3 separate regions of the Mus musculus genome follow, and regions 2 and 3 are each linked to region 1. Evidence: chromatin contacts called from public Hi-C data. All regions are on one chromosome and are shown on one strand. The core of a region is the stretch at or near the end of the contact, and the rest is flanking DNA. Distances in the headings are between cores, read along the strand shown.

Evidence for each region. A called contact is a pair of places that touch in the nucleus more often than the background predicts.
Region 2: a contact with region 1 is called in a Hi-C map of embryonic fibroblasts, with 21 read pairs. The contact joins the enhancer-like site here to the promoter of Adra1d in region 1. A contact is called at or near these places in 21 of 39 promoter capture datasets (the 3T3-L1 cell line, 3T3-L1-derived adipocytes, the C10 cell line and 12 more), 6 of 484 Hi-C or Micro-C datasets (cerebellum, cerebral cortex, cumulus cells and 3 more), 4 of 115 datasets of contacts at active chromatin or transcription factors (SST interneurons, embryonic stem cells and vascular smooth muscle cells) and 1 of 9 other capture datasets (embryonic stem cells).
Region 3: a Hi-C map of embryonic fibroblasts shows a contact between it and region 1, with 5 times the contacts expected there. The contact joins the enhancer-like site here to the promoter of Adra1d in region 1. A contact is called at or near these places in 4 of 39 promoter capture datasets (the 3T3-L1 cell line, 3T3-L1-derived adipocytes, embryonic stem cells and 1 more), 1 of 484 Hi-C or Micro-C datasets (embryonic fibroblasts), 1 of 115 datasets of contacts at active chromatin or transcription factors (pancreatic cancer cells) and 2 of 9 other capture datasets (adipose tissue and pancreatic islet).

Annotation. Positions count from the first base shown.
Region 1 is chr2:131,560,850-131,564,273 of GRCm38.p6, forward strand. It overlaps Adra1d (adrenergic receptor, alpha 1d), which reads right to left and starts at 1,648. Exons shown (of 2, transcript NM_013460.5): 1 at 227-1,648. The coding sequence starts at 1,319. It overlaps Gm14285 (a long non-coding RNA gene), which reads left to right and starts at 927. Exons shown (of 3, transcript XR_374988.3): 1 at 927-1,011; 2 at 1,840-1,945; 3 at 2,098-3,424.
Region 2 is chr2:131,715,442-131,718,865 of GRCm38.p6, forward strand. No RefSeq gene overlaps it. Among named protein-coding and RNA genes, the nearest start is that of Gm30986, 23 kb to the right of the region's middle. Within about 2 kb of position 1,775, at least 11 of the 459 cell types and tissues checked have an H3K27ac peak or open chromatin away from gene starts, as enhancers often do. A contact at or near this core is called in embryonic fibroblasts, where this site is marked.
Region 3 is chr2:131,421,732-131,425,155 of GRCm38.p6, forward strand. No RefSeq gene overlaps it. Among named protein-coding and RNA genes, the nearest start is that of Smox, 68 kb to the right of the region's middle. Within about 2 kb of position 1,545, at least 188 of the 459 cell types and tissues checked have an H3K27ac peak or open chromatin away from gene starts, as enhancers often do. A contact at or near this core is called in 3T3-L1-derived adipocytes, adipose tissue, embryonic fibroblasts and 2 more, where this site is marked.

The DNA.
Region 1 (3,424 bases), core at 398-2,897:
ACTAAAGCAAGACCGAGGTTTGTAACATCTACAAAGGGTAAGAAAGAGTGAGAAGCCTGTTTAAGGGAAAACACATTAGTATCAAGAACCCCTCGGGCGCGCTCTCTCTCTCTCTAGTAAGAGAACAGGAAGTTGATAAACTTCCACAGTTAGGTTGTGGGTCATCTAAGCTTTCCAGGTAAGGACCGCCCAGAGGGGAAGGGTCTAAAGTGAGGGAATCACTCACCCAGAGGCAGGACGAAGAAAAAGGGGAACCAGCACAGGACGAAGACACCCACGACGATGGCTAGGGTCTTGGCAGCCTTTTTCTCGCGGGAAAACTTGAGCAGCCTTACGGAGAGCGAGCTGCGCAAGGTGTGCCCCTTGCTACTCTGTGTCCCTGGATTTCCTTTGGCGCTAGTGGCTGCGCCGCGACAGTGGATCCTCAGAACCACCTCAGAGGCCTTGCCCGGCTCCCTCTTGATGCCCGCCTCGAGGCTGCGCGTGGTGCTGCGCGCGACCACATACACGCGGCAGTACATGACCACGATCACTGCCATGGGGAGGTAGAAGGAGCATACGGAAGAGAAGATCGCATAGCCCACCTCCTCGGTGATGCCGCAGAAACGCTCATCCGGGGGCACTGGTTCCTTCCAACCTAGTAGCGGTCCCACAGATACCACCAAGGCCACCGCCCAGAGCAGAGCCAGAATGGCAGCGGCCTTGCGTTCTGTCATAATGGCTGGATACTTGAGCGAGTGGCGCACACCCACGTACCGGTCCACAGAGATGGTGCAGAGGCTAAGGATGGAGGCAGTGCAGCATAGCACGTCCACCGCGGCCCATACGTCGCAGAAGGTCCGGCCGAAGGCCCAGAAGCCTAGAACCTCCATAGTGGCTGAGAAGGGCAACACAGCTGCACTCAGTAGCAGGTCAGCCACTGCTAGGTTCACGATGAAATAGTTGGTGACCGTCTGCAAGTGGCGGTTGCAGGCCACGGAGAGGATGACGAGAAGGTTGCCCGCCACAGCGGTGAGGATGAAGGCGGCTAGGAAGACACCCACTCCCACGCCCTGAGCACTCACCACTAGCCCCCCGACGGCCGCCGAGCCATTCACCTCGCCGCTTGCCGCGGCCCCCGCTTCTGCCGTGGAGCTCTGGTTGTCCTCGCCGCTGCCGGTTCCCACCACAGCGCTACCGCCTGTGGCACCCGGCACGCCGCCCACCGCCGGACCCTCGGGGCCAACCGTGCCAGCTCCGCCGCCCGCGCCGGAGCCCCCAGTGCTACTGCTCGCCCGGGGTCCTTCGAAAGTGACGCTCAGGATGTCGCGGAAAGTCATCTCACGGCGCAGCCGTCGGGGCCCGAGCCCAGGCACAGGGCGAGCAAGTGGCGGGGAGGGAGCCCGCGGGCATCGCCGCAGCGCCCGAGCCAGCCCCGCGCGCCGGTCCCGTCGGTCCTGCCCAAGTTCCCGCGGCAGAGGGGCCGCAGGGGAGCGGTGCTGCAGGGAGAGCGGGGCGGAGGTCACCAGGCCGTGAAGGTCCCAACGGGAACGGGCTCTGGCGGTGGCTGCAGAGTCACAAGAAAACAAGGGCCGGGGCCGGCTCCCTGCTCCCTGCTCCCCTCTCCAAGCGTGTCCTGGCGAGCGGTGGCTCCTCCGGGAGCGTCAGTGCAGGCGGCGGCCTCTGCAGCGCAGGGGACTCTGCGCGGGGGCGGGACGGAGGAGGGGCGGCGGGGAGGGAGGAGGGGGCGGCCGGCGCGAGCCAGCGAAGGGGCTCCGCGCGTCCAGCGGCTGCGGGGGTCCTCGCCGGTGCTCACGACCGTCCTCTGCCCTAGCTGTCCCCTTATCCTCCTTTCCTCAGCTCTCCTGCACCCCGGCTTTTGCCCCAGCGCTCCTCGCTGCCTCCCTTCCTCTCTCTGGACTTGCGGTCACTCTCTGCTTGCCCTTGCCCTAGCGGAGCATACAAGGTGCGATTCCCCGGGACTCCGGGCTCCCGGCTTCTGCCGCCAGAGAGCAGCAAGAGCCCAGGATCTGTGGGTTCAGGGCTGGATGATTTAAAAAAAACGCTGCCACTTGAGAACGTCTGGATGCGGTTTGATGCCCCTCCTCTTTTTTCTAGGGCAACTGGCCAGCCCAAGATCTCAAAACCCACTATGGTGCGATGGTGGCATTGAGACAGCCCTGAAGGGGTCAAGATGCTTGGGCGCGGGTTGAAGATGGGCGTGACTGGCGTGAGACCAGATGGTGTGGTCACAGCCCTAGGACTTTGCCCGTACTCTGAATAATACCAACTTTGGCCCTGCAACTCTACTCTGCATCAGAAGTCAGAATAAATCTTCCTGTTGCTACTCGAAGTACTCGGGACTCCCTCTGGGCAGAAAAGGTCACGTTCTGGAGGGTGGGAAAGGTTACTGCAGGGTGCTTAACAGGGAGGGAGCAGAGTAGCTTGCCTCCACCATTCAGGCTCCGGCGTCTTGTGCCTCGGTTCCCCACATGTGAAAACGAGAGTAAGATTCACTGTGTTAGCAGCGCCACCAAAGTAGTGCCCATACTTCTCAGAAGAGTGGAGAATAGTGGGGTAAAGCCTGAACACGAAGAACAGAGGGGAGAGGGGACGGGGCTGTGCTAGGAAGCAGGGACGCAAGGGAAAGAGAAGGGAGGGAGGAGGACCAATAGGGAGAGACACAATGCCACTGGACCACCCCAGGCAACTGTACTTACATGGTGCACATAAACTGGCCTCCTCAGGCAACTGTACTTACATGGTGCACATAAACTCATGTAGGCACACACATGATGTGCGCGAGCACACACACACACAAGTGCAGGCACAAATACATCTTCAAAACACTACCTTTCATTCTTCATCATTTCTTCCTTTCCTTGACTTGGCTTATGGAAGCGAGGCCATAGAGATGCGGGAGGATGCTCTGAAAATGTCATGTGCATGTCCTTGGTGCCTGGTTTATTCCTTGTTGCAGATGGTGGGATGGTAGAAGCAATGAAAGCCTCAGTTGTGTTGTGACATGAGCTTTCTTCTTCTCCCATCCTGCAGACCATTCACTGAACTCGATCCACAAGAGCTGAGCCCTTGGCAGGCAAAGTATGACTTATACACACACTGCCTTCCTAAGGCAGATATTCTGATAGGAGCTTGTACCTGGGGAGTGAATACTGGAATTGTCTTACTGTAGGGTCTTCAGCAATTCTTACTGTAGGGTCTTCAGCAACTCTCTGGGACCATTGCCTTCTTTACAGCTGAGGGCAAATGGAATTGGAATAGAACAGAATAAAGCAGTGGGATTCTGGCTTCAAAGCAAGACTTCAAACCAGCATCTTAGAGAAGTGTTGGCTGGATTGGGGCAATCTAAGTCTGACCCTCTGGGCCCTCCTTGCAAGTCTCCCCACTGGTTCTCAAAGCACTGTGAGCTCCTGGAGGCTCATGG
Region 2 (3,424 bases), core at 525-3,024, 150 kb after region 1:
TTGTTCTTGCTCTCAATTGCCCACCAGAACCTGATGGTAAGACCCTATTGCCGAAGACACAACATATGTTGGCCATAAGACATAGAGACATCAAGCTGGAGCTGAGCTGCAAGGTTCCTCCCTGCTGGCTATCTTCCATGGGGCCAGATTGCGCTATGTAGACTGCTGAGGGAGAAAGGCATCAACAGTTTTGTAAGAAAGTAATATTAGAATCTAGCCACTGCTCAGGCCACAACGCTTTGCAGCAGCTCTTTCACAGATACTGACAGGCACCCTAGTAGGTGCAATCTGAGAGTCCTAGCTAACAGACTTCCCAGTGCCAGGATCTCTCTCTCTGGGAAGTGAATTAACATCATACGTGGTGTTGATGACATATCCTATCTCCCAGCCCATTCCCTGGCTCCTTCTTGGGAATCAGACAACCTAGCTGTGAAACCTCCCCCATACTTAAGAAGGCACAAAAAAAGAGACCCTGCTTTTACCTGGCAAACTCATTTCCCTCCTCAGATATCTCACCATGCTGTCTATAGCTGGTGCTGGGGCCTGAACTCTCCTTGAAGCCCCTGTCATACTGCTGGCCCTCTATCTGACATAGTATTAGTAATTTTTCTAATATATCTCTGCCCTTATTCCCCAGCAATATATCTCAGCGTCCCTCTTGAAATTGCCCCAGCCTTGAAACCTTTCAAATCTTACCCAGCTATAAATTCTGTAAGGCAAGATCTTCTCTCTAGTGCAACAGTGGCATGAGTGTTATGGGGCAAACCAGCTGTTTTCTGATTGGATTTGAGGCCTCCTCCACAAGAGGGAACCCTGATCTAGTTCTACACACTTGGCAAGACCCTATGCTTAAGGAAGTCATGGATTTCATGAGAACCTACTGGTATTATTTTGCTACATTGCCACACTACATTTTGTCACAATGTCACACTACTTCATAAATAGCCATACTTAAATCCATAGATTTATGCTGTACCCAGCCCTTCATCAGGGAAACTTTCTTACTACAGCAGGTGTAGTAAGAAATATTAATGCAGAAACCAATAATTGGTCAAAGTGCTGAAAATAAATGATAGTGGGATGCTTGTCCTTAAATAAAACAGTTGTAATCCCTCATGAGGCACAGGGAACATCGCAAACAGGGAGAAGAAAGGATGTAAGGGCCAGAGTACAAAGAAATGTGCAGGAAAAATATGTCCCAGAGCTGAGTATAGTGGCACTTGCCTTTAAAGCCAATACCTGGTAGGCAAGGCAGGCTTATCTCTGTGAGTTTGAGGCCAGCCTGGTTCCAGGATACCCAGAGCTGTGTAGAGAAACCTTGTTTCAATTTTTTTAAGCTATCAGTGGCTATGAGATAGTCATTGCACTTATGAACACATACAGCTGTGGTTATCTACGCGAGATCCACACGAGACTGAGTCTGTCACCATTTCATCCTGCTGTCCCCTTAAGGGATTATTGACAATCCACAGTTGTTAGGAAAGGGGATGTCTTCTTTAGTGAAATAACTACTGACAAGTTGCCCCCGTACCAGTGAATAACCTCCTACCTGTGCTCAGGCTAGACACTACGCTTAGTGGACTACACACAAGCAGAAGCCACACAGGAGTGTGGTGGGAAGATTTGTGAGGAAGTGTTGCAGTGGGAGGAGGGAGGGGATCAGAGTGGAGTGACGGAAATATCCTACACAAATGTCCTATATAACTCTCTCTGTCAAACAATAACACCTTTTCATGAATAAGCCTGAGTCAACGCAGAAAATGTACAGCAGTCAGATGGTTTCTTTTAATATTCCTACTAAATTCCTAAAGAATTGGTCATCACAAAATTATTTTCACTATTCCAGAATGCATAAAAGAAAAAAATTGTCATAAATGTTTTATGTTGAAATTATATGTGCTCGTTGAGTGGGAGTGTGGTATGGTGTGCATGTGAGGGTGATGCCCATCAGGGCCAAAGGAGGACACTGGCTCCTCTGGACTGTGGGCTATCTGATATGGGTGCTGGGACCCAAACTTGGGGCCTCTGCAAGAGCAGTGTACTGTTAGCCATCAAGTCATCTCTATAGGCCCCATATTATTTTTATAACTGACAACTGCCATTCTCCTTCCCCCACCATGGGCTGCAGCCTTAAACAGTGAGGAAAATAAGCTCCTCCCCCTCTCAGCTGCTTTTGATGAAAACAGCAGAAAGAAACTGTTCGGGCAGTGTAGGGCAGCGACTTCAAAACAAGCATTTCTACTCCTTGTCCTTGATAACTTCTTTTGTCTTTCCCGGAAGCTGAAAATGTTCTTGTCCTTATTAGCGGCTCTGGTTTTGGCTGGAGGCCAGAAATGCTAGAAACATTTAGGACTGCTTCATAATCTGATTTCTTGTTATTCTCTCTCCTTTTATATAGCCCCCTAATGAGAGCATACCTGTAAACTATGCATGACCATAGACTTCGTTGGCTCTGAATATGTGTGTGACACTCCAGTTTAGCCACCTGGATAGAGCATTTCTTAGTTACTTTTGTATTGACATGGAAAGATGCCATGGCCAAGGCAACTAATAGAAGAAAGAGTTTATTTGGGGTTTATGGTTTCAGATGGTTAGAGCCTATGACCATCATGTGGGGAGCATGGCAGCAGGCAAACAGGCATCACGCTGGAGCAGTAGCTGAGAGTTCACATCTTGATCCACAAGTAGGAGGTAGAGAGAGCTAACTTGGAATGGAATGGACTTTTGAAACATCAAACTCACCTGCAATGACACACCTGCTCCAATGAAGCCACACCTCCTAACCCTTCTCAAACCGTTCTACCAGCTAAAGATCACGTATTCAAATACAGGAGCCTCTTGAGGCCATTCGAATTCAGACCACCACAGAGAGGAACAGGAACAGCTCATGGGCAGGCCAACTGGACTGATAAACTAACTCCCTATGCCTCAACCCAGAAAAGCCTTGTAAACAGAGACCCTTGGAGGCAACTTTGAGACGGAACCACTCCTATTATATGGAGCTCTGCCTGCTTGCTTTCTCTTAGACTCATTCCTATGATGGGAGTCCTTTTTAAGTCTTTCTGCTGCTCATGAGATCTATTCTTTGAGTTCAGAGACAAAGGACCTGGAAGCCATTGATCTGCTGACCATTGATTTTCTGTGACCATAAACCCCTGGGTTAGTCTTACCTAAGACAAGAAAATCTCTGTCACACTCAATGATAGCCTTCCCCGTTTTTGTCCATTTTACTCTTCACAGGTATTTTGTCTGAGCAATGAGAAAAGTAATCAATACATGTGCCAATCAAGGGGAAGCTTACCAAGGGTCAGACTTCAGAGCCCATCGAATCCCAACACTCATTGCTTTGCTTAGCAAACAGGTACAAGGCAGCTGGTGCTGATGTTTAGAAATTAAGGCAAAGTCCCTGGCATAAAATGAGTGC
Region 3 (3,424 bases), core at 295-2,794, 140 kb before region 1:
ACCATTTCTGGGTGTGTACCCAAAAGACTCAAACTCAGTTTGCCATATAGACACCTGCACACTAGTGCTTGTGAGATATTATTCACAATACAAGGTTATGGCATCAACCTGGGAAATGTGGTGTATATACACTGTGAATTCTACTCAGCAATAAAGAAGAACAAGACAACACCAGTGAGGTGGCTCAGCAGGTAAGAGCCCTTGCCAGGGAAGCCTGTCAGATGGAGTCTATGCCTGGATGGCATGGTGGAAGGACAGAAGACATCAAAGTTGTCTTCTGACTTCCTCATCACATCTCTCTCTCTCTCTCTCTCTCTCTCTCTCTCACACACACACACACACACAGAGTAATAATAATACAAAAAAGGACAAAAATAATTTCAAGAAAATGGATGGAACTTGTTCTTCATATTATGTGAAAACCAGACTCAGAAAGATACATGGCATGCTTACTCTCTAACAGGAGACTCAGCAGGGGGAAGGAAGGAAGAAAGAGGTGGGACCATCAAGGGCGTGAGTGAAGGGAGGGGACATGGTAAGAAAGGGTAACAAGAGCCTATCTTCAAAGTGCCTTATGTGCGTGTGTAAAAAAAAGTCACATAAAGTCTATTGCTTTGTACAATTACTATCCATTAGTTTAAAAAAGGAGGAATCACAATCCCTTTTTGGTCGAAGTGATAAGATGGTGAGAATGTGTCCTTTGCATTTTCGCAAAACTGTAAAAAGAAAGTCTAGGTCTCTGGGGGAAAAGAAATCAGTCAATAATCAAAGCAAGGCAGTGTCAAAACACTTGTGATGTCAGCTTCCAGGAAGCTGAGGCAAGAGGTCTGTGAGTTCTAGGCTACATAGCAAGCCTGGGCTATTGGGATACACTGTTGGGATACCTTTGTGTGTTTCTGGATTCTATTAATTCTGCAGAGGCAGAGAGCTAAATACTAGCTGCAGCTTGGTGTTATTACTTCTATGGCCCCTCACCGGTCTTATATTTTGTAAGTAGTTGTTATTCCTCACTGGCCTAAGGCAATCTAGAATTGTATCTGCTTGGCTGTAATAAAAATCTGACGGCTAATAACTGGGCAGGAAGTGGAGGGTGGGTCTTCTGGGCAGAGAGAGGGACGCTGGGAGAAGAAATGAGACTCAGGAGATTCTCCAGCAAACTTGGAGGTGGACTTTTGTCAGGCGAGATTAGCATCTGAGCAGACCCTATAATCACAAACGTTCTCAATAGGTCCACTAGGAGTCAGTAGAGACTTCCTCTCCGGTTACTCTCACTTGGGTTCCCAGATGTGGGCGGGGTTGGAGGACTAAGGTGACTGAGGAGAAAGGGGGCCCTGGAATATATCAAAGGGTACCCTCATCTTTGCAAGCAAGAGTTTGTCGGCCCAAGGAACCAAAAAGAACGTGGAATGGAGAGAGTGAAGGGAGAAGCAACCGGGTGAGGCTGGAGGAGCAGGAAGGCAGCAGACAGTGGAGGACTGGAGGGGCGGGGCTCGGACCTTAAGCGCAATGCCGGCACTCTCGGGGTGTTCAGGGTCACAGTCAAATGCTGTGGTCAAAGATTTCTAATTGTAAGGTGCAGCTTGGAAGCAGAAAGTTCACATTTGGGAGCCGGAGTGAGCATAATCAGAAAGGAGGCTCTACTGCCTCCTAGTGGACATTTTGAGATCATTGGTGATTTTGCATTTTTTTTATCTTGCTATGAAATAATAGGGGGAGCCCTATTATTTCATAGCAGAGACTAGTTTTGATGACCTGTGTTCTTTTTGTTTATTTTTTCATTTACCACAATTTTAAGTTATATTGTTCATATGTTTCTTCTATATCTCCCTGCAATATGTTCTCTCTTCATATAGTTCTGTCTGAAGTGGCTTCCAAAAAAAGTTCTTGAGTTAAATGCCTGGCTCTAAAAGCACAAAACCTTTGGGAGACTGGACCTAGGTGAAGGAAACTAGGTCACCGGGGACATGACCTCATAGGGGGTTATTAAGACTCAGACTTGCTATTTCCTGGATGCCATGTAAGGAGCAGGCCTCCTTTATGACGCTCTCCTGCTGTGATACAAGGATCTGACTCACCCACCCCAACAGAGTTAAGCAACCCTGAACTGAAATTGCTGAAGTCACGCAACAAACCAACCAAAAAACCGCTTTCTTCCTTCCGCGTGATTTATTCCAGGTATTGGTTATTGAAACAGAGAACTGACTGACAAACTTGCTAAAGGCAATATTCATAGTTGTAAACCCTGACGTATAAAGAGTTATTCTTCTAAACGGTATGCGTCAGTTAGGAGAATGGTTAGCTGCAGGCAACAAAAACATCTGATGGGAAATGTAAATGAGGAAAATACCTAAAAAAAAAAAAAAAAAAAAACCAAAAAAACCAAAAAACCAAAAAAACCAAAAACCAAAAAAACATCTGATGAGATGGCATTGAAAAACGTAAGTTTTTTTTTTTTCTCTTTTTGCTACCTGAAGAAATCCAGCTGTTAAAAATTGCCAGCCTGGTGTGGTTTTACGGTGGCAGTGGCATCAGGCACCCAGGCTGTCTCTATTTCTGCTTCATTATCCTGCCATGTTGATGTTGTCCCCACATGTGTTATCTCATGGCTGTAGCATCACTAGTCCAGATCCAGGCATCATGTCCAAGGGAGAACTGGAGGAATGAACAAGGGTGGTGCCAATCTCGTCTTCTATAGAAGAAAGAAGTATCCCAGGAGCGGCTGCACACATTGCTCCTGTGCCACTGCACACATTGACCTGTGCCTCGTCCAGAATTGTGTCCGAGGTTTTGGCTTCAAAGGAAGTTGGGAAAAAGTCCTTGTTTAAAGAAAACAATAAACATGAGTTGGTTTACTTTTTATTTTATGTGTATGAGTGTGTATTTTGCCAGTACTAAGTAAGTACACTGAATATGTGCCTGATGCTCTTAGAAGCCAGGAGGGAGCACTGGAGTTATAAGCTGCCTTGTGGATGAGAATGTGAAGACCTGAACCTGGGTCTTCTTCCAGAGCAGCTGCTGTGACTAGCTTAACTACAGAAGCCCCTCCCCAAACAGGGAAATTAGGTCTGCTCAGGAGTCAAAAGTTTTGGCCTCTGGAGAGGTTGGGGCTAAAAGATTAGAGGCTCATCATGTGCTAGGAATCTGGGAGAGAGGGTGCCGTTACCAGAGATATGAAAACCATACAGACCACCATACAGAGGGCTGCTAGGGTCCTGTCCATCACGGACTTCGTGAGAACCCCGATGTTGGTACATCACTGATGCTGAAGGTGCGATCTGACAGATTTGAGTCTGTGAGTCCTGGGGGACTGCGAATCACCAACATTTTTATATTAGTAATGACACAGGCCTCATAGGCTATAGACAAATAGACAATGACGTGCTATTGCTGGAATATCAAGAGCCATCCTGTCTTGACTACAGCT